Linked DNA regions of Sus scrofa: regions 2, 3 and 4 are each linked to region 1. Evidence: chromatin contacts called from public HiChIP or PLAC-seq data. All regions are on one chromosome and are shown on one strand. The core of a region is the stretch at or near the end of the contact, and the rest is flanking DNA. Distances in the headings are between cores, read along the strand shown. Region 1 overlaps ARHGAP26 (rho GTPase-activating protein 26). Region 2 has its middle 15 kb from the start of NR3C1. Region 3 has its middle 100 kb from the start of NR3C1. Region 4 overlaps NR3C1 (nuclear receptor subfamily 3 group C member 1).

Region 1 (6,009 bases), core at 2,144-4,643:
CTGGGCCACCTGCCTATTCAGGTTATAGCTTATAGGTAACCATGTGGTTAGCCATGGCCCCTAAAAATGAGTGTTGAGCATATAGACGCACAGGTCTTTACAAAGTTCAGCACACTTACCCCTTGTCCTGGGAGCTGAGTGGGTCGGGGGAATTTTGTTAACAGTGTGAAAATCTCCGAAGGTGGTGTGGATTGATTCCATGTGACAGCTTGTTTGGTGCAGGGGAGAAGGGGAGCAAGGCGGGTTAGGGCTACTTGTTCCTAAACCAGTGAGCTCCAAATCTGGGCTGTGACTCAGCAGCACCTATAAATTATGTGCACAAATGAGGGGAACTAGCGGCATTAACTCAAGATGGCTCATAAACTTAACCATAAAAGCGAAAACTATAAAGCTTCCAGAAGAAAGTACAGGGCCAGATTGTAGCAACCTGGAAGGAGCATTGGTTTCTTAATAGGATACAGAAAGCAATGGCTCTGCCAAAAAAGAAAGAGAAAGTTGATTTCATTAAAATTAAAACCGTGTGCTTATCAAGACACTGCTGAGAAAGTCCATTAGCCTGCCACAGAGGGGAGAGGAGATTTGCAAAACATCCTTCTGATGAAGGACTTAGGTCCGGAATGTAGGGAGAGCTCATAAAACTCAGTAATAAAAAGAATAACTCAAGGAAAAAATGGGCAAAAGACTCAAAGAGACACTTGGCGAAGGAAGACTAAGGTTGTCCAGTAGGCACAAGAAAAAGTGCCCAGCATCATTAGTCATCAGGGAAATGCAGCTGAGAACCGTAGGGAGAGACGTCGGGGTACCCAGAGGGGCTCAGATGAAGACCTACAGCAGCAGGGGTTGCCCAGTGCGTGGGGCACTGAGAACTCTCATACCTTCTTGGTGGGAGAGTAAAATGAACATTTGGGAAAAGAGCATGGCCGTTTCTCATTTCATTACAAATTTTTCAAAACAGCCTGTCCCATAATCCAGCAATTCTAGTCCTAGATATTTACACAAGAGAGATGAAAACACATGTCCCCAAAAAGTTGTACGCACAAACCTTCAGAGCAGCTTTCTTTATGATAGTGAAAGGGGGAGCAGCCTGGGTGTCTGTGACCAGGGGAATCGATACACAGTGATAGAGTCAAATAATGCAATAATATTACTCAGCCATAAAAAGGACCAAAGTTGGGAGTTCCCATGCGGCTCAGCGGAAACGCATCTGACTAGTATCCATGAGGATGCAGATTCGATCCCTGGCCTTGCTCAGTGAGTTCAGGATCCGGTGTTGCCATGAGCTGGGTGTGGTGTAGGTGGCAGCTGTAGCTCTGATTTGATCTCTGGCCTGGGAACTTCCATATGCTGCGAGTGCGGCCCTAAACCCCCCCACCCCCAAAAAAAGAGGACTGAAAGGATTCAGGCTGTAACCTGATGACTCTTGAAAATTTTATGCTGAGTGAGACAGGGCAGCCATGGGGAGTGTGCTCAGAACGAAGCCATTTGTAGGATATTCTAGAACAGGCGAGACCAATGGGAACAAACCAGGATGCAGCAGTGTGTATGCAGTGGAGGGTGCGTGTGTGCGTTTGGGGGTGAGATGCAAAGAGGCTGGGAGAGAACTGTCCAAAGTGACGGAAAAGTCTCTGCCTCGATGGGGGTTCAGGGCACATGCTTGTGTGGACCTGTCACCCCTCACGTAAGAATTGTGCTTTCTTGTAGGTAATCTCACCTTGAAAAGACTGATCAAGAAATACTGAACCATAGCAAATGATACACATACTGAAATCTCTAGATGAGAGGTCCTGACGTCACTGTGCGTCTCACTTGAGAATTTATCACAAACTGAGATGCACTGGCGGGTGATAGGCAGATGCCTAGAGATGTGAGCTATAAGGCAAACGGAACAGTCTGTTCACACCTGCAGCATGGAGGTGATGGATTTAAGGGCGCTCCCTGTCAGTTCTTTCTCTTCTCCTGTATGTTGGAATATTTTTCAGGAGTTCCCAGTGTGGCTCGGCAGGTTAAGAACCTGACAGAGTGTCCATGAGGATGTGCCTTTGATTCCTGACCTCGCTCCGTGGGTTAAGGATCTGGCGTTGCCACAGCTGTGGCATAGGTCGCAGAGGCGACTCAGATCTGGTGCAGATGTGACTGTGGGGTAGGCCTGCGGCTGCACCTCGACCCCTGGTGCTGGGACTTGCCTATGCTACAGGTGTGGCCTTAAGAAGAAAAAAGGAAGGAGGGAAGGAGGGAAAAAAGGAAAGAGGCAGTTTTTTCAACGTGAATGCTGGGTGGAGAGGGTGTCACTGTCGTTGTGGCTGGCCTGATCCCAGTCCCCAGTCGGTCTGCCCGTCTCCCCAGGAGTTGGAAGTGGACCACGCACTGCCTGTGATGGAGCGGTGAGGACCCTGAGAGGGAGGCGGGGTATAGCTTCCTGAAGACGAATGCATGATCCCCGGGGAGCCAAAGACCAAATGTTCCTTTTCCAAGGCCCCAGGCTTACCCTCGACCCCCATCACTGTGCAGGAAATCCTGTGGGGCCTTGATAAACCTCCTGGCTTTCACGCTGCGTGGAGACGAGGAGGGGCTCCACCTGAGAACTTCGAAGCTCTGTCGAACGAAAGAGTGCTGGCATCTGCCCTCCTGCTTGGCAGACCCCCTTCTGTTCCTTGGAGACTGTCGGGAAATACAGAGTTCCCTTGTGTCAGAGAGCAGGGGATCCCGTTGCAACAGCTTGGGGTGAGGACATCCAAGAGTGAATATTTCCCTGGCCCCTTGCTGCCTGTGCATGGGTCGGCATCAGGCTCATTCCTAGATTTAGGATAGAGCGAGCATTCCAGGGAGTCCCGCTTTGAGACGTCCATCTAGAAATGCATACTCTGACCTCGTCGTCGTGTGAGACAGGAAAAAGTCACCTGTGCCTGTGTCGGATAAACTTGCCTCTTGCCTCCCAAAGGGGCATTGTGGGCCTTGATGAGAGCAGCGTAAATGCCACTGAAGTCTTCCGGAGGATGGGACGGAGGCGCTGGACGTTGAGGGGGTGGTTTTTGTGCAGTGACTCACTCTCTGGCTGCCCTTCCCCTCGGGCAGGGCCCTGCTCTGGCAGCAGGACCTCACGTGCTTCTACCTCAGCATCACGTACAGTGGACCCAAGAATTGCTCATTTGCAGTTTTCCAAAGCACAGAAGAACAAGGCTCCTTCTTCTGCTGATGGAGCTGTGTCACTTTTTCCAAAGACATGGAGGTGGGGGGGGCGGGGGGAAGAGGGTGGAGGGGGCAGGGGTGGGAGCCCAGAAAGACCTCCTCTGTTGAAGATGGCCGTTTTTCTGTCTGAGCGCTGGGGAGGGAGTCTCTCCGCTCCCCCAAGGAAACCCTGCGCGGATGGGCTAGTGGGTTCACACCCTTTTGAACGTTACATCAGCTTGAAGCCGGGAAGTGTTACAGCCAGGAGAGTCCTCGCATTATGAGCTGGCACATCTTACAGGCACGTCGGCGCACACGCCCTCTGTGTCACTGCTGTGCGTGTGACATCGGGAGAGCTTGTGGTCCTTTCCATTGCCTTTAAATTTTCCTGAAACACTTGATGGACTTGAACATTACTTAGATTTTTTTTTTTTTAATTCCCCTCTTTGGCGTCCCGTTTCTGTTGACCTTGGCTGTGACTCTGATCTCGGGTTGAAAGCTAGGGAAGTTGCTTCTAGGGGTTTTCAGAATTTCTGAATATGAAATGCAAGGAAGTTGCATAATGTGGCAGAGTTTCCTCTTCTTGTTGCTTGCATGTTACCCAAAATACAGTAGTTCCTTCTAGAAGCTTAAAGGAATTTGGCAGGTCTCACCCTCGGATGGTCTATTGTGGCCTTGAGAGTCAGTGTTACCCTGATTTGAGGTCAACTTTTTTTTTCTTGAAGTCAAACAACAAAGCTTCCTGAATTATAACTATGGCAACAGTGTTTAGGTAACAGGCAAATCAAAGTCCTGTGGGGGCAGGGAGTAGCCACAACAGAGAGTGGTTTTAACTGTGCCATCGCCGTGCTTGGGCTTAATTCACCAGGCCTGGGGACACGTTCAAGTAATCAGCCTACCTGCTTGCTGGGTGTCTGGGGAACCGACCCTGTCCACGCTCCAGGAGGAGCTGTTTCACCTTTTCCCGAATATTCTTTCCGCTTCATTCGAGATGGCTCACGGCAGGGCAGTGAGTGCCAGCAACACTCCAAGTGGGAAGTGTCGCTGTAAGAATGAGCTGCTCGTCGGGGTCATTATGACCCGATTCTGACCCACGGAGGAACGCTCGGACAGAAGCAGGGCATCCTGGGTCTGAAGCCCCCTGTCCCTCAGTCAGGAGCGCCTCCTCAGACTGAGTGTGTACCCAGCAGGTGTAAGAGGCCGGTGGAGCCCCGCGGAAGCGAGACGCGGAACCGGCCGTCGGGGATTGACGTGGAAATTAGAGATCATGGAGAATGAAAAGCTCTATCCTGAAGTATTAAATTCTATAAAGTAGGCTGCAGAGCAGAGAGGGGGTCTGAGGGAGGTTGCAGCCATTAAGTAAGGTGGGAACTCGGGGACGGGGGGGTAAGGAGAGGAAATGACATCTTGGAGAGCTTTCAGACATGCTGAAGCGCTTTTGAAACCTCCTGGGACTCCCACCAAGTACTATCCCTGAGCACTGCTCTCCCCTAAGCAAACAGGAATGTGCCGGAACCTACTGAAGGCGCCCAGTGGCAAAGGCCATACCCCAGGCGCCCAGGGCCCGCAGCACCCTCCGTCTGGCACCCTTGCCTCAGCCAAGCCCCTTTCCCTTTGTTTGGAATCTGTCCAGCTCTGGTACAGGTGAGAGGACAGGCTCCCAACAATGAAGCCTCAAATGAAGCTGAATGTGTCACCCCCGGATGCCCTGGGCCCTTTTCTGGACGAAACAGGACTTTGTTCTGTGTGCGGGAAGGACAGTCTCTGCCTTAGCGGCCTCTGGGGAGCTCTTAGCTGGCGGTTCTTTTTATCCAGCTCAACTCTGCCTTCCTGGGACTCCACCCTGGCTTTGATCTCCTGCAGACTAGCAGGTCTCCCCCTTCGTCCACGTCCACGTGGCAGCCCTTTGAGTCTTTGAAGACCGACATTGCGGTGTCCTGAAGGCTTCTCTTCTCCAGCCGGAGCTGGGGTTTGGGGACACATGCATCGGGCAGGAGCAAAATGTCTGATGGGTGAGAGCAGAGACAGGATCCAGCAAGAGCGGGGAGAAGGCCAGTGTCAAGGTCAAATGAGAGGGCAGACCCTGACCTTGGGCAGTAGGAAGGGACATGGGTGAGAGGGGCAGGTTCCAGATCCACGGCAGTGCTAGAGCAGGTGGATCTTGGCCCCGGGTGGGTATGTGGGGTAGAAGGAAGGGCACACTCAGGGGTGACGTGAATGCGCTTTCTTCCAGCCTCTGCTTTGCCGCTTCTTTTTCTTTGTTCTTCGCTCTAGAGGGCCCTATGAAGCTTAACTAGGCTTTTCTCTCATGAACTTTTTTTTTTTTTTGTATTTGCCACAACTCTTGGCTGCAAGCAATAGGAACACAATCCTTTACAGGGATGGATATTGTTGGTTCATTCATGGGAAGAGCGGGGGTGACACAGACGCATTTAGGTTAAAGGCTTCAACATGCCATCAGAAGCCCCTCTCCCTGCATATCTGGGCTCCACCTTGGCCTGTTTTCAGGCTCTGCCTTTGCGATGGCAGAGTCAGCCACGGAACCTCTAGGCCTGTATCCTACTGTCCTAGCAAGACGGAAAGGCCTCATCCCCTAGTTGTGATAGAAAGTGTTAAAAGCCAGTCTCGTTGACTGCCTTTGGCCTGGGGCGAATCACATGCACCCTAGGATGCAAAGTCGGGATCCCCCAGGCAAACCTGAAGATGGAATTGGGCTCAGCCTCCCCAGCCCAAGCAGCATGGGCTTGGTGGTAGGGTGGCTCCCAAGGAAACAGGAACATGCATGCCGAGCAGAGGGAGTGGGAGCAGGCGTTCCGAGCCCTTGGCTGCCCCCGTGTTACTGAG
Region 2 (6,282 bases), core at 1,283-3,782, 390 kb after region 1:
ACTCATTTGTAAAAATCCAAACATACAGAAGGCAGAAATGCATATTTTAAAAAGTAAAAAGTCTCCTTCACTTGATCCTATTTTGTGGGAGGAACAATTTTAACAAGTTGTGTGCATTCTTCCAGACCCTTTCTGTCTATGCATGCACACGCATCTTGTTTCTTTAAAAAGTGGGATTTTACTACACATTTTTTTTCAACTTTATTTGTTAAATGTTTTTGGACATCTTTCTGTGTCAATATGTTCAGGTAATACCAGCATAGTTTTCTATTATTTGGCTATATCATAATTTATTTAACCTTCCCCTTATTGGTGAATATTTAAGTTGTTTCCAATTTTTCACACTTGCAAGCCACACTGCGATGAATATCTTTGTACCTACATCTTGATACACCAGTGTGAAAAGGAACAATTCTATTTCTGTAGTATAGAACTAGAATTGCTCAGGCGAATGGAATTCATACCAGTCGGTAAGCACCCAATGTGCCCCATTAGTGGGCTTATTTAAAAAACTGCTTGTCCATTACCAACTCATTTTCTCCTTACATCTTCCTCGAGGCATTCTCGAAAAATTCCATTAGAGCAGGAGTCACGGATGGCCATGTAGAACAGGCTACCTGAAGAGCCCTCATGTCTCGCTTACGGATCCAGTTTGACTGACTCCATCCTTACATTAACTGTATTATGAATTCAAGAGGATTGGTTTGCATATCAACTGGGAAGAGTACTGGCAAGGGATCAGTGCTTGTGCTGATCCATCTCCATCCTATGAGAGTATCTGGTATGTCTTCTTTGATGCCCAGATGGGGGCAGATATTGTTGGTGCCAGCCACGCAGGTGGTACTGGAGCCTCAATTTCCCTTTGGAAAACTATCCTCTTCCCAACTCTTCCATCTATTTATGGAGGGATTAACCCCATCCCAACTCTAGAGATGGGGCAGGCTCAGCCTTAGTTCCGAAATGGGTGTGGGTACACGGCAGGTACCAATGAGCTTTCAATCTAGGCCTTCAGGGAATATTCAGATATTTGCCCCTTTTTCAGCAGGAGTAGCTAGACTGGCAAAATGCCAGCTTGGAACAGCTGTGTTCTACCACTTAGAACCTTTATAGAAAGAAGGATCTAGATCTAGAGAGATGCCCAAATATATCATCTGCATGTCTAGATCCTCCGACTGGGCAAATTCTTTTTCTTTTCCTCCAGCCAAGCGGCGTTAGTGCTTTAACTCTTGCATCTGAAAGGGTCCTGACGTAAGAAGAAAGGTCTAAACCACAGGACACTGCTCCTTCTGGAAGAGAGAGTCAGGCTGAGGTTACTAGGCATCCAGGGTGACCCCCAAGGAGAAGCAGAAGCCGGAGAGAGAAGCCAGCTGAACACCTAAAAATAAACTTTACCTGCTTCGTGAGTTGGCTAGAGTTTCCTCCCGTTAATGATTAACTAGGTGAGACGGTCAAACTCCTTTATATAAAATACATGTCCGTAAGTGAGAACATCAGCCTTCAGTTAATTCACTCACGCTGGCTACATCTGCCTCAGATTTCCAGTTTTTAAATGAATGTAGAAATGAGTTCTTGATTTTAGGTTGTGCTTTAAAGGAAAATATAAAGCCTGGTAATCTTCCAAAAGAAATATCTTATCGAGTTTCTCTTTAGGAAAGCCTAAATTATTACTCTACCTTCCATATTGATCCAGTATTTTATTTATTTATTTATTTTCTCTCTCTCTCTCTCTCTTTTTTTTTTTTTTTTTTGTCTTTTTCTACAGCCACTAGGGGTCTAATTGGAGCTGTTGCCCCCTTGCCACCACCACAGCAACAAGGGATCTGAGCCGTGTCTGCAACCTACACCACAGCTCACGGCAAAGCCAGGTCCTTAACCCACTGAGCGAGGCGGGGATCAAACCCGCAACCTCATGGTTCCCAGTCAGATTCGTTAACCACTGAGCCACGACGGGAACTCCTGATCCAGTCTTATATTTTGTGTTTATTTTGTTTATAGCAGACTTGACAATACATTAACTTAATACAATATCTGTAAATATGACCTAGTGAAGTATATATTAAAATATTTTTATATTTTATGATATTCGTGTTTTTGAAACTCAAACTTGATAGTTGAAGGAAAACCTCCAATAATATGAAAAAACCAATCCCTCAGTTGAATTAAATCTCCAAAACTTATACCAATGTTGGCACTGTTTTGCATATGTAAGCTTTACCCTTTCATCTGTAGCAGGGGAGTAGGGCCTGGTGGCAAATGGGAATAGCATTAGCTGGATTCAGTAAACACTGATTGGGTTATTAATAGCTCCAGCGCTGTTTGAAGTAAACGGGAGACTCTACCTCTTAGGAGGGATGTGTCTTTAGGCAAGTTAGTTAACCTCTCTGAATCTTGGTTTCTTATCTGAAAAAAACAATAATAGCATTTGCTTCAAAAGGTTCTCACACAAATTAAACAAGCTGTCCTATGTAAAGGTTTAGAAGAGTCTCTGACATTCATAAGTGCGGTTATGTTACGTGATGTCGTCATTAAGCCCTGTACTCATGACTGACAGTGTAAGAAACCACTAAGTCATAACCCCGGCAGAAAGTGAGGCGAACATGCAGCCGTACACCCATCAGAAAGAACATACACACACACACACCCACACACCCACACCCCACAGAGGCATGGGCTACACTAGCTTCCTTCAGACTGAACCAGCGTTCTCCTTACATCATGGATTGTGGAATAAGACTCCTCGAGCACCTGCTGGGGATTCTGTAAAAGAAATTCAGGCACCAGCAGGAAATTTGCACGAGGTGATTTATCAGTCTCCTCAAAGCTTTGGGGTTCTGTAATTCTATAAGCACACAAGTTACAGACCGCAGTGGGATTTTATCCTTATGAAACCCAAGAGGACTGCCGATTTTTCCACCTCCAGCTGAGCATGCTCACAGAAAGAGACATTTAAAAGCAGAGAAGTCGATCACATGCTCTTTAACCAGCAGAATTCCACCGCCAAAAGAAATAAAAGCACGGAGAAATGGAATGATTTGATTGGAGTCTCACTGCTTTTCCAAGGAACTAAAATGAACATGCACGCTTTCCTAACTCCTAGCCGAGTCCTCTACACAGTAAACATAGTGATATATAATCTTCCAGTGTCAATATTTACCTTTTATGAATTTATGGCTGGCCGCGTGTCAACCTACAAATTCGTTTGTTTACCTACATCGGTGTCATCAAAACCCCTGCGCCTCACTATCGACGTTTCTATAACACGGTGGACAAAGCTCTGAGCAGGGGGACAGGGGACCGCCGCTTGGCTTTGGCTGTAGGGCTCCCTTCTTTGCATCCCCCCACCCCCAGTTACATGCTCTTGGGTAAGTTTCTTGCTCTGTTTTCAACGGTCTTTGTCTTCTCAGATCCCTGGCCTTTCACGCCTCATCTGTTTCAACCCACACAGAAGTAACTCTGTCCTTCTCCTTAACTCCAGCTACAAAGCTTTTACTCGACAGTCCATGTGAACTGGGCTCCTAGGGTGGGGCCTATAGGTGAGGCACGGAGGATGCAGATAAATAAGACAAGCCTCTGACCCTCAACTCTCCCAGTGAAGAGTCAGAAGCCCAAACAGATGGTGCGGTCACAGCACATCCAACAAGCACGCTGTGTACAGGGAGTGGCAGGAGCTTAAGGAGGTCCGAGGGTAAGGTCAGGGGTCAGGGAGCGTTCTGGGGGAGCCAGGCTGACACTGAAAGGATGAGCTGGTGTCAAGGAGGGTCAGTTATAGATACAATCCGAGCCTCCAGGAGGAGATAAAGCTCATGCTGAGAGGGAGAAACTGGCTTGGACTTGGGCAGAACGAGAAAGAACGCATTTAGCTGTGTGATCCTGACCTGGTCACCTCAGTTTTCCCAATCTATTAAATAGGCATAAGCATCGAATTCCCTCTCGGGGCGGTTGTGAGGATTCAGGGAGATTCTTTATGCTAATTTCAGCACAGAGCTTGACACTAATAACAGAGATAGTCATAGTTAATAGCAACACGAGCCATCGTATCACCAACTCACTAACACCAGGAATGTAAGGGCTCCAGTGCTTCCAAGGACTCAAACACAGTCATACCCCACTCCCTGATATATTGTGTTTATAAATGTTTTTAGGGGTAACACCCACGTAGTTGAAGCACTGTTAATTAAGAAGCACACATTTCAGGCAATGCCTTGAAGACATCATCAAGGAGCCATGAACTGACATGGTTTTCCCTAGATCAGCAGTTGTCGGCTGTCATCTTTGCCCAGGGGACATGTGGCAATGCCTGGTTATCACAGCTGGAAGGGGGACTCTCCCTGGCTCCTGGCGGGTCGAGGCCAGAGAAGCTGCTAAATACCCCACAATGCACAGGACAGGCTCCACCGCGAAGAATTATCCAGCCTAAAGTGTCAACTGTGTGAGGCTGGGCGGTCACGACCTGGAGGTTCCCCACGCACTGCTTGCTCTCAGGCCCCATCAGGAAACACAGCAAAGTGATGTTTCTAAAGATCCTCCGTTCAGCTGCAAAAGCATATCCTCCAGACCTTTTACACATGTTAACGTCTCCGGAAACCCAAGTTCTTCAGAGCCCCCGGTAGCACCATTGAAACTTTTCTTCTACCCAAATAATGGTAATTTAAAAAATTATTTTCCCCTAGCTGGATAACTCAGAACAAATACCTTCTTTTCTGGATCGTTGTTTTAATGAAATTTACCAAAAAGAGACGCAATTAGCCCCAACGTGGGAGTCTTGGAGATTTGGAACAGTCTTGGCTTGTCTCCACTGCCACAGGGTTCCAAGGGACCAGCCACCCATAGTAGCTCCTGTAGTCTTTGGAGGGAGGGAGGCAAGTGCCCTTGGGCCCTCATGATCTTCCTGACACAGCTGGGCCGGAAGCAGGGGGCCTTAGAAAGCTGTGTGTGTTCATTTTTCTCAAAGGAGAATTTGCTCCAAGTAGCTTTTCTAAACCATGCTGTGAATGGTTTCATCCTCTTTCCTTCTTTTTTTTTTAGGGCCCCACCCACAGCATATGAAGTTTACCAGGCTAGGGGTCGAATCTGAGCTGCAGCTGCCAACTTACACCACAACCACAGCAACCGGGGATCTAAGCCGTGTCTCTGACTGACCCCACAGCTCAGGGCAACACCAGATCCTTAACCCACTGAGCGAGACCAGGGACCGAACCTGCATCCTCTTGGATACTAGTTGGGTTCATTAACCGCTGAGCCACAACAGAAACTCCCCTCCTTCCTTCTTTTTATCCTCCAGAAGCCTAAGAGTGTGAGCCCTGGCACACAACTGCCTGGGTTTGAATTTGATTCTGCCATTCGTTACTACAAGACCTTGACAAGCTCTGTCACCTCTGTGTGCCACAGAGTCCTCACCTGTGAAATGAGAGAAGACAACACACCAGCCTCATAGGAGTGCTGTGAGAATGGAGTTCTTACATACAAAGCCTCTAGAGCGTAGCCTGGCACAGGGTGAGCAGTAAAGAATGTTAGCTCTTCCTCTTACTATTTGTTTTTATATGTCCTTATTTGTCCATATGGCTCATTCATTTGCTCATAGGATGCTCTGAAATCCTATGATTTTAGGTATGATAAGAACTTGGGAGAAAGTACATGTCACTGCAGGATATGCCACACATTCACAGCCAGGGCCAGCTGGGTGCCAAGGTAGGGAGTGGGTGACGCGTGTTCATTGCTTGGTCTCTTCTACTTCTTGGTTAGACGACCCAGAACTGGCTTTTTCTTTCCCCTTCATCTTTGCTAGTACCCAGTTTTCTCTTACTTTTCCTGGCTTTCCTCCCAAGTGTGACATCTCAAAAAAACCCTCCCAGCTTTGACCCTCCAAGAGTGTTTTATTTGGCCATTCCTTACAACACGGGTTTCCAACTGAGCTCTCCACCGAATCATCTGGGAATTTTTCCCAGATATCTGGGCACCGCCTCAAACCCATGGAACCAATCTCTTAGGGCAGAGCCGAAGCATCTTTATTTTAGTCTTTATTTGAGAGGCATTATGGCATAGTATTTAAGAACATGACCAAGGAGCCAGACTACCTAGGCTACTTGCTCGTCGTATGACTTTGGGCAGTCGTTGCACTCTGTGGGCTCATGTTCTCATCTGCAGAGTAGATATTATAAGGCTTCTTATCTCAGAGAGTTGCTGTGAGAATACATGAGCTAATTCCTCTTAAAACAATACCTGGGGCATTATAAACATTTAGTAAGTGTCAGCTTTCTTTTCTTTTTCTCTGTTGTTTTCACT
Region 3 (5,408 bases), core at 876-3,375, 480 kb after region 1:
ATCTTCATGGATACTAGTTGGCTTTGGAACCTACTGAGCTACAATGGGAACTCCCTGGATTTTTTTTTTATTTAAGCCTTTCTGAATGATATGATCTTACGCTGTAAAGAAGTATTATTAAATTCCACCATATCCTGATTCAGTTTGCCAGTATCTCTTTTAGTGAGATCAGATTTTTATCCAATAGAAGAAGGTTGTCACCACTCTCATCTTAATGTAAATACTTACATTATTAAGATCCAAGATCAAGCTTGCTCTTCTGGCAGCCTAATAAACACTCGTGATTTATCCCAAACTTACTGTCAACAGGTCCCAACATCCTTGACTAGCAGTTTAAGGTTTATAGAGCAGTGATCCTTACAGGAGGAGGTATGATCTATTTTACTGATAAGCAGAGGCTCCCGCAGGTAAAGTTACTTTCCCTGAGGTCACACAAGTCACAGAATGCCTCAAACCCTTCTGTGAGAACATCTCTTCAGGGCTCGAAGAAGCCCCACGCCCCCATGCTTGCATTCTTAGTTATTTGGCTCAGGGATGGCTACCTGGTTGGAGCTGGACTGTTAACAGGATCGCTTTGGAATGCTTTCAGGACTGGAAACTGGCTCTGATTTCTTAGAATTCACCTCCATGCATAAAAAGTGAGACTCCAAGTCTAAATATTATTTTCGGAATGTGTTACTCTTACAGAGCTGGTGTGCACAGGTAACCAGAGATGCGAATGCCTTCTGTAGAAATTGGCGTGTTTCTCTTATTCTGTGCTCACACCTTACCTATATCCCTCCCCTGGTAAGCATTTCCATCCTGGCCCAATGCCACTGTGGCTAAGGTTCTCCATGCCTTTTCTTCTGTCTCCTGTTTCTGTCTCTCCACATTCAGCCCAACCTTTTCCTTCCTTCTTCCCTTCAAGCAGTTGTGTCCTACCACATCTCTTATTAGGAGGTAAGAAATTAAATTCTTTTCTAAATAATATGTACTCATTTTGCCTATGCATCTTCCTCTAGCCATATCTACGAAAGGAAAGCAATGGGGAGGAAAACACTCTGAGTTCCAAGAGAGGGAAAGATTTAACAAACAAATTGACTGCAAGTTATTAGGGATTGATTATATTTTCCTCCTGTGGCTATTAGTGGGTTTAAGGTAATTTTCACAAAAGGCAGAATTCAAGCATTAGGAGGAGAGATAGCTGTCTCTCTGGCAAAGAAGGGACAGCACCTGGGGCTGGGCTTCTCTGCATGTGCACAGGATTAGCCTTTGTGTAGAAACCAAAAGTTTATGCAATAACTTGGGTGGATCTTGTAATTTCATTCCTGAAGTGTGCAACAAACTTTTTCTCCTGAGAAAGCCTACATTTGAATGACATATTTGAGATCACAAGAGCCCTCAAATTTCAATTTTAATTAGCTGAAACAATCTGACATTTTTTGGTGTAGAAGCTGTGAGGCTTAATGATTATTTTCATCTCCAGAATAGTCTTTAGGAAAAACAAAATAGTTAAGGTAATTTCCATAAAGACTCACGTTCATGGCAGCAAACCGCATTGATAATTAAACCCATTTGGAGAGATGGGTATGGAATTCAACTAACATCTTGTTTCTCTGCAGGAAGCATTTCGATATCTCCCATATCGCTGACTGTCACTTGGGACTAAGAAAATTTTAGAATGTAAGAGGAAGATGGAAGAAGCTTCTTGGAAGCAAATAAAATAGCCTATTAGGTCACGGTGATCATGCAAGGAGTCCCTGTGGGTTTTGCATTGAGCTTGGCTTTATAGAAAATACAGATTGAGGCAATTAGTCCTTTCCAATTTTAAGCAAGCAGTAGCAATGGGAAGTATGCCAGGAGGGATGATTAAGGATTAAACAGCATGGGAACTTCATCAGAAGCTCCTCAGTTTTGTTGCCAGCACCTGATCTTTCTACATCAGCACCTCCTTGATTATGGAAGGTGGGGGTGCTTCTCCTGGACCCCACCCCTTAGCCCACTTACCGCTCAAGGGAAAGTTATGGAAGAGAAGGATCCTGTCTCCACCAGCTTCTAAGAGGGAACACAGCCAAGAGAGGCAGGAAGAAGCATGCTCACTTCCAACCTTTTTGGCAAGCTCAGGGGGAGCAAAAGCCATTGCCAATTCTATTTTTTAATACAGATTCAAGCAGGGTTGTGTCTACACATGCAAAGGGAAGTGCACAGTGCTCTGTGTTAAACAGCATAACACCTTTTTTTTAATTAAAAAAAAAAAGAAGCCTAAGCCTTTGCCCGACCATCCAGGTATTCGTTTTCCATATGGTTGGTCCACACGGCAGCGTGAGTCTGGAGAACCGCAGTGTCTCCTGCGGTCATAGGCAGGGGACCCAGTTGCATACCGCTCACCCCACCTATCACAGGTGGGCCAGGCACCAGCACCCGTAAAGGAACTCTCTTTCCTTCTGGAAATAAAGTTGAGCTCCTAGGTCTGGCGAACCTTGACATGCGAGGCACTTTGGTGCTCAGAGTTGGAGAGCCATCAAGGGAGAGGAAGATAACAAAGGGGAATCAGTGGGGGATAAATTAGGAGTTTGGGATTGACATATACACACTATTACATGTGAAATAGATAACCGACAAGGACCTACCTATAGCACAGGGCGCTATACTCAATATTTTTCAATAACCTATAGGGGAAAATACTCCGAAAAAGAATACATAATACAAACATGCATATATAACTGAATCACTGTGCTGTACACCTGAAACTAACACGGTATTGTAAATCAACTCTACTTCAATAAAACAAAAAAAGAAGAGGGAGGAGAGAGAGAGGAAAAGAATACTCGAGTCCCAATTCTCTCTCTAGCCTGGGAAGAGTTCCCACAGCCTGTTCCCCAATGATATTTAAAAAGTCAATTTGACATTTTCCATGAAAATTCAGACTCAACAGATCATACAGAGAGAAACACTGATTTATTTAGTTTGTACTACATTTTAACAGCCTTTTTATATTCTAGTTTTTTTTTTTTCTTCCCTTGGCTGCACTCATGGCCTATGGAAGTTCCCTGGCTGGGGATTGATCCTGCAAAGGCAAAGCCAGATGCTTAACCTGCTACACCACAGAGAGAACTCCTATTCACTGAAAATGTACCCTGGTCTGATGCCATCTCAAATAATGTCGCAATAGGCATCCTTATCCGTGGGCCTTTATATACTTGCTCAAGCTTCAGTCAAATTCTTAGAAGTGAAACTGATGGTCAAAGGGCGTTTGTCTCTTCTGAGTGTTCTGCCATGCTCAGCTGTGCCTGCTGAGTACACCGTGTGTGTTAAACAGGAGGCAGCACAGCACTGCCATCACTACAGCTTTGCCATCAGCCAGTGCCAGCTCTGCACCTCAGAGCCTGCGTGACCTTGTGTAAGTTATTGACCTTTCAAAACCAGAGTTTGCCATCTATTGACTAGAACAACACTAATCGCATATGAGGTCGCCATGGGCCAGGTACTGTTTTAAGTGCTCCGTTCATTTACTTCTCAAATAACCTTATGAGGTAGGTGCTATTCATATCTCCTTTTAGAGATGAGGAACTAGGCACAGGGAGGGCACTCAGTTTACCAGGATCACACAGCTAAGGAAGTAGTGGGGTCACTTTTCCCCCCAGGAAGCCTGGCTCCAGAGCCTATTTTTTAAATGTCCTTCTAGGGAAGGTGATGACAAAATATGATAATGAAAACAGAGGATGATATGATAATGATAATGATATATGATATTGAAAACAGAGGACAATATGCAAGTAGGTGGGGAGGTGAGAGAGAGAAGGAGAAAGAGAGAGAGAATTTAGCGTGGTATGTGGCCCTCGGTGACTTCATGCAGCCTGGCAAGAGCAGAGGTATAATGCAAAGCCTTTCTTCAAGGCACATCCCTTAAGAATGAACAAGCTGGCCTGATGGATTTCCTTAAGATTTCATTTTTATGAAGAGGAAGCCTGGGAACAGAGAAGCATGTGACTCTGGAGATCTGTTAAATCTTTTAGCCCAGAAACCAACAGAATCACAGGAATTCATACATTTCTTAGACTGGGAATTAATGGCACTGATGAAGGAAGTTGTAATGACCATGAAAGATGAACCTTCCAGCTGAGGAAGCCAAAACGGGGGGTGGGGTGGGGTGGGGTGGAGCTAGCTATGGAACACGACCTTGGCTGGGAACAGCGGACTGTCAGGCTGGACCATCTGGGGAAATTCTTTCCGATCAAGTAAAGTGTGATATTCCAGAAGGGACGGGCGGGGCTCCTGAAGAGAGAGGCAGGTTGTTTCAGGTTAAGTGCTTGACAGGCATCATCTCATTTAACCCTCACAACAGTTGTATCTGAGGTAAAAAGTTTTCCCTGTTTGACCAGTGAGGAAACTGAGGTGCAAAGAGGTGATGTGACTTGCCCAGGAATCTGCTCGTACACTTCACAGTCAGCCTGAAGAGAAGGTACACACTCCTTAGTCGCATAGAGAGCCTGGTCAGGATGACACTGATGGGGGTTTGTCAGGCGGGTAAGGGAGTAGCAGACCTCATAGCTTAAGCCTCCGTGTTGTCATCTGTGAAAATGGGTATAGGTATGGTATCTAACGCACAGGCAATTCACATAGAACACTGAGCACAGTGGCTGGTCCATGGCTGAGCACTGGAGAGATACATTAAGAACCAGACTGTGCTGACTCTTCTTCTTTTTAGAAAACTGGTATCAAAAATCACAACGGTTAAGATTAGGCCCCTTATATATAGACTGCAACTCCTTTTATTGGAATGAGTCTCCAAGTGCCTTTTGCCCAGGAAGTGGAATAAACATAGCATAGAGACCATATGTCATTAGTTCTAATGAAGCCAAGACCTTTGTTATGAACTGAGTATTTTTATCAGCAACTTGCCTGACTCCATGTCACTTCAGAACTGCCCCCTGTGGGACTGAACTGTCCCATCTACAGAAGAAGGATCCAACTCTAATTTCTAAATTATTTCTAAACTGAGAAATCTAAGGAAAATTCTAAAAATAGTCACCCTAGCAAACACAATAAACCCTTGCTTGGCTCTCACTGATAAAAGAGTTTGTCCTTGGAGTTTCCATTGTGGCTCAGCAGTAACAAACCCAACTAGTATCCACGAGGACGTGAGTTCAATCCCTGGCCTCGTTCAGTGGGTTAAAGATCCAGCATTGCTGTGAACTGTGGTGTAGGTCGTGGCTGCAGCTGTGGTGTAGGCTGGCAGATGCAGCTCTGATTTGACCCTTGGCCTGGAAACATCCATGTACCACAGGTGTGGCCCTAAAAAGCCAAAAAAAAAAGTTTGTCCTGGGGTTAAAAGCCTGAGTTACAGAATTTTCTTTTTAAATAGTGTTTCATCATAAATGATGATAGCAGTTACTGCTTATGAGCTCTAGGGCTCAGCCTGGGCCATG
Region 4 (5,399 bases), core at 46-2,545, 310 kb after region 1:
TAGCACATAACCAATAATAAATTCCTGGGTACCGAAATGTATGGTGGTTTAAATTAGTGCAATATTGTAGTGATAAAAGGATGTTTACAGACATGAGGTTAGAGCTCGTATTTCATGGAAACTAAGGCTAAGGTCAGGCGATGCCCAAAGCAACATACAGTTATCAGAGAGCTAGAATTAGTACTTTTCACCAATAGTCTCTGATTATCTATTTAGCAGATAGAGATTAAAAAAGTCTGACTATATTTAAAAAACGCATGTGAGGTGTTCTAGAAGTCAACATTTTCCTTACTTTAGTAAGATCTTTTGGTGAATTATATAACTAAATATCAGTCAAAACATCCTGAAAATATCAAGTACTGCGGCACTATATATAATGTATATGGACTGTGACTTCAGTGCTTGTCTGTGTACACATTTTCTTAATAAAATTACATAAATTACAGTAAGCAACATAAGCCATCATGTCGTTTCACATTTGCTAAATTTAGCAATGAAAAACAAGCAAGCTTTGGTTTATTTTATTTTTTGTCTTTTTAGGGCCACAACCATGGCATATGTAAGTTCCCAGGCTAGAGGTCAAATTGGAGCTGTAGCCACTGGCCTACACCACAGCCACAGCAATGCCAGATCTAAGCTGCGTCTGCGACCTACACCCCAGCTCACGGCAATGCCGGATCTTCAACCCATTGAGCGAGGCCACGGATGGAACCCAAGTCCTCACGGATGCTAGCTGGGTTCATTATTGCTGGGCCTCAAGGGGAACTCCTGGTTTATTTTTTCATGGTCCATATAAGTATAGATTACTGCAGTTCAATTTAGCATATTTATTAGAAAATTAACTTCTCTCTCTTCTAAACTGGTGTCTGCTAGCATTTCAGAGGCCATGTTGAGACAGGAAAGAAACTATGAAAGCAAAAGTTGTAACATGATTTGTGCCTTAAAAGTGTTGAGGATATTCCTTGGAGTGTAAAAATTTCAAGGGCACCATCGCCAGCACTTTTTTGAGAACAGACAAATGGTAACTACGGTAGTAGGAAACTTGCAGCCTGCAAGCTTTGAATTTGATATGTAATTATGATCAAATAATAGTAATTTTTTCTGAAATAATCTGCAGAAGATTTAAAAACAAAACCAACACTATTCTCACAAACTAATTTTAAACATTCTATCAAAGTTTATATCTTCACAGAATTATTACAAAACTTGTAACTAAACCAAATCCTTTCCTTAAGAGAGCAACACTGAAGAGTCAGCCATTCGAGTGTTTTAAAAATGAGTTCTTATGTAAGCAGTTAGTTCTGTGTGCAGGAAACAGAAACCTGCTGAATACCAGTGCAGATCTGACATTCTCGTCCAGCGACAGCTCTGAAGAGAACTGGAGCTTTTGAAGATAAAGCCCTCAATTTGAAGTGTCAAAGTATTTTTTAGACTTGTTACTGTCAACAAAAATCATCACTTCAAAAAAAACTTAGTAACTCAACAGTTCAACAAACACAGGCACCCCTCGTTTTACTGTGCTTTGCACTGTTGCGTTGTGCAGACACGGTGCTTTTTACACGTGGAAGCCTTGTGGCAACCCTGCGTCAGCAAATCTCTCGGTGCCGTTTCTTCTGACAGCATCTGCTCGCTTCACGTCTGTGTCACATTTTGGTAACCCTCACACTCTTTCAAACTTGATCCTATTTGCTGTGGTGATCTGCCATCAGTGAGTCATCTTGCATGTTACCACCAAAACTCAGTGAAGGCTCAGGTGACAGTTAGCATTTGCTTTTAGCAACAAGGTATTTCGTTTATTATTTGGCCACACCCTTAGCATGTGGAAGTTGCCAGGCCAGGGATCAAACCCATGCCAGAGCCCCGACCCAAGCTGCGGCAGTGACGTCAGAGGATTCCTAACCCACTGCAGCGCAAGAGAACTCCTCGCAGTAAGGTATTTTGAAATTAAGGTAGGCATTTTTAAAGACATAATGCTACCACACATTTAACAGATTACAGTATAGTGTAAACAGAACCTTCATCTCACTGGGAAACCAAAAAATTCGTGTGACTCACTTTATTGCTGTGGTCCGGAAATGAACCTGCAATATCCGAGGTGAGCCTACACAGCTACATAAAACTGCAAGGTTTTGATGGGGGTGGGCAGCCGAAGAAAAGGAATGAATAAAACAGTAACTTTGACAAAATTTTCACCCACAGTTTAAAACAGAGCAGAAAACATCTGCCACTGGCCAAAATATGAATCACAAAATTGTTACTTTAAGGACTAGTCATTAATTTCTAGCATAAATATGTTTCATTGCCAATAAATGGTTCTCCCAGATGAATACAGAAAGCTGGCATGTTTTTACGATAGTAAAACAATTCACAGCAATGTAGATTGTTACCTATTAGGCAGACAGTCAATACCTGAGCTTAGCTGTACCAGGCTTCCTTTAAGAGTGCTAATTTTGGTTTTTTACTTATCCATCACTTTCTATAAGGACTACAGACTAGATTGTAACAACTGCGCCATAAGAATTAGGAGTACTGAGCGGAAGACAGACTCTTTCAAAATTACAATGCAAGTGGCTGGCAAAAGTCTGTCTCGCCTAAGAAGGAAGCGCGCCTCCCTTCCCCCAAAAGGGGGCAAAGGGCGATAATAGCATCTGAGCACATCCTGTTTGAGATTTTAGTTCTTCTCATAGTGCCCCAAAGAGGTCATATAAAGGAAAACTTTCCTGTTATTTCTGAAATGTGGCATAAGCCTGGAAAGACTAAGAAATAGTGGTTAAGAGAAACGGATTCGACAGAGAACCGGAGGGCTCACACTTTTCGTGCCACAGCCGTGGGTGGGTGAAATGGTCACTTACCAGACCCTATTGTGGGACGGAGGGTCCCACTGGGAAGAGAAAGCAAACTGCCTCCCGCCCTGCTGGCATCAACCAGTCCACATGTGCAGGAGCGCGTCTCCTGCCAGGGTGGTTCTAGGTGTGGACGTGCCTCACTTCCCATTCATGGAGAAAAGGAAAACCACCAGCTCGGGACACCTCTGAGCCCCGCGCCGAGGGGACTTGTCACTGTGTCCAGAAAAAGCCCGAAACTGCTTTTTCCTGGTTCTTCTCTTTACGTCTGATCCACAGTCCTCAAGATTACTGCTACATTTAGAAATACACAACTACATAAAATAAAAAGTAATTTGCCAAATAGAGCTAAAGTGGAAGATACTTTTCAAATTAGAAACATGCTATTCAGTGAAAAATTTGCAAAACACTGGAAAGTTTAAATTAGGGGGGAGAAAAGCCATCACAGTTTTGTCAGAGAAAACCCAGCAAACACTTTTATACAAATCCCTCATCTTAAAAAAAATCCTAGCTATTTATTTGGGGGTTAACACTATAGATGCCCGTTTTATATCTAGTTTTAAATGTGAGGCACTGTTCGGCTGCTGTTCATCACTTAACGTTTTAAGAAAAAGTCGTATATGTCAATACATCATCTTTTATTACATGACTACTCGATGGTTGAAAAGTACAGCTTAGCCATTGCCTCATTATTGGTCATTCTTTGCTTTTCCGCCATTATAAATACCACTGCATAAACCCCTTTGCAAATGTCTGATGCATTTCAGTACTCAGTCCATTGAGGACATATCAATGAAGTCCTAACTTTATTTTTTATTTATCTTTTAATTTTATGGCTACACCTGGCCAGGGACTGAAACGGAACCGCAGCTGCAACCCGAGCCACAGCCGTGGCAATGCAGGATTTTTAACCCACTGTGGGCCAGGGATCAAACCCATACCTCTGCAGTGCCCCAAGCCGCTGCAGTCAGATCCTTCACCCACTATGCCATGGAAGGAACTCCAACTCCTAATTTAAATCATTAAAAAATATCTCACATGTGATGGTACAGTCTGTGCTACTCGGAGCCTGTACTTCTGCTCACATGATACTCCTTCTAGCCATATACTGTTTGAAGTATACCTGAGCTTGAAAATAAAATGACCAGACAAATAGAGTTTTGATTAAAGATGATATTTTTAACACAAGCTACTCTGTCATCTTCCCCTGGAGCCCAGTAAAATGAGAGGAATGCCACTTGTCTTAAAAGGCATAAACTGCTAAGGATAAAGGCAAGAGAAGTGACATTTTGTCAAATTTCCCACAGTAACGCAGAGGCGGGGAGGGTGGAGAGAGAGAATAACCACCAACATTTTGCACTGGATTAGGTGTTCTGGGGTCTGCTGAAGAAGCAATCTAATTACTATGACATAACTTCCAAAAGGCCCAGAAACCAAGGATAAAAGGAGGGGTCAAAATCAGGAAGACAGGTCTGTTGAAGAACATTTACAGGTTTCATTTTTTATAGAAATGGCAGCCCAGGTTGTAGGGGCCAACTTGGCTGACCAAAACAAAATGCTGGCTAAAAACTATTTTTGAAAAATCTTAAAAGCACCAGTGAGCTGACAAAGTGATACAGGACTTAGCTAAAATCTAAGAAAACGCACCCTAGCCACTGGTGCTCTGAGAATATTTACGAATTGAGATAAATTTGGGTTTCAAAAAAAAAAAATGGACAAAACACTCATAGATCCTTTATAAAACAGGAGCACCGAACAGCCAGTATAAACATGGAAAGTTTTATCAACCTGGTTAGCAATCAGGGAAATGTAAGTTAGAACTCATGAAATACCGTTCATTACACACCCACCAGACTGGCAAGAATGAAACAGTTGACAAGTGGAAGGGACTGCGTTTAAGCAGTACATTGCTTTTAAAGACAGCGCGGCATTTCCCAGTGAAGACAAGAACGAGACTATCCGCAGAGACAGCAAGTGCACCACTTGACCCACACCGAGAAATTACTCTGTATGTATACACGGTTAAAAGTATGACAGTGAGGACGACAGTTATTTTTTGTAGTAAACCAAAACCAAGAACTACCCAAATGCTCACAGTGATGGAATGGGTATAGAAACAGTGGTACAATTCAAAGCAAGAACACGGATGTATTATTGTTAAGTGTAATAACACGGATGAATTTCAGAATGCAGAGTGAAAGAAAGAAGACAAAACAATGCACCTAACAGCATTCTATTCATTTAAGTGAAAAACACGCGATCTGGGCTATGCTGTTTCAGGGTGTATATGTAGGCAGCAAGAAAAGCAAGAAAATAATGACCCAAATTGTCTGCATCGCGTCACCTCCAGGGAGGGGGGCAAGACGGGCATGTCCCCTGGAAGGACACGCGAGACCAAGGCGCTTGGCAGCCTTCTTTTTCTTTCCCGGGTAGTAGTTACACAAGTGCTAGTTTTATAATTAGTCATTACATTGTATATACATGTGTTCTGTTTATTCTTATATAAGCTCTGTTTCACTGCAATTTAAAAAAAAGGTTTGAATAAAATAAACAAAT

Evidence for each region. HiChIP or PLAC-seq counts read pairs in DNA pulled down with a chosen protein or histone mark.
Region 2: a contact with region 1 is called in an H3K27ac HiChIP or PLAC-seq map of alveolar macrophages. The contact joins two enhancer-like sites. A contact is called at or near these places in 4 of 47 Hi-C or Micro-C datasets (fetal heart ventricle, liver, mesenteric adipose tissue and 1 more) and 2 of 2 datasets of contacts at active chromatin or transcription factors (alveolar macrophages and skeletal muscle).
Region 3: an H3K27ac HiChIP or PLAC-seq map of alveolar macrophages shows a contact between it and region 1. The contact joins two enhancer-like sites. A contact is called at or near these places in 1 of 47 Hi-C or Micro-C datasets (skeletal muscle) and 2 of 2 datasets of contacts at active chromatin or transcription factors (alveolar macrophages and skeletal muscle).
Region 4: an H3K27ac HiChIP or PLAC-seq map of alveolar macrophages shows a contact between it and region 1. The contact joins two enhancer-like sites. A contact is called at or near these places in 2 of 2 datasets of contacts at active chromatin or transcription factors (alveolar macrophages and skeletal muscle).

What each region holds. Positions count from the first base shown.
Region 1 is chr2:144,553,113-144,559,121 of Sscrofa11.1, forward strand. The region is part of intron 11 of ARHGAP26 (rho GTPase-activating protein 26); the gene reads left to right. Among named protein-coding and RNA genes, the nearest start is that of ARHGAP26, 250 kb to the left of the region's middle. Within about 2 kb of position 3,394, at least 28 of the 83 cell types and tissues checked have an H3K27ac peak or open chromatin away from gene starts, as enhancers often do. A contact at or near this core is called in alveolar macrophages and skeletal muscle, where this site is marked.
Region 2 is chr2:144,941,574-144,947,855 of Sscrofa11.1, forward strand. It overlaps a transcript of NR3C1 not described here. Among named protein-coding and RNA genes, the nearest start is that of NR3C1, 15 kb to the left of the region's middle. Within about 2 kb of position 2,533, at least 4 of the 83 cell types and tissues checked have an H3K27ac peak or open chromatin away from gene starts, as enhancers often do. A contact at or near this core is called in alveolar macrophages, where this site is marked.
Region 3 is chr2:145,031,421-145,036,828 of Sscrofa11.1, forward strand. No RefSeq gene overlaps it. Among named protein-coding and RNA genes, the nearest start is that of NR3C1, 100 kb to the left of the region's middle. Within about 2 kb of position 2,126, at least 5 of the 83 cell types and tissues checked have an H3K27ac peak or open chromatin away from gene starts, as enhancers often do. A contact at or near this core is called in alveolar macrophages and skeletal muscle, where this site is marked.
Region 4 is chr2:144,867,841-144,873,239 of Sscrofa11.1, forward strand. All of the region lies in intron 3 of NR3C1 (nuclear receptor subfamily 3 group C member 1), which reads right to left. Among named protein-coding and RNA genes, the nearest start is that of NR3C1, 59 kb to the right of the region's middle. Within about 2 kb of position 1,296, at least 25 of the 83 cell types and tissues checked have an H3K27ac peak or open chromatin away from gene starts, as enhancers often do. A contact at or near this core is called in alveolar macrophages and skeletal muscle, where this site is marked.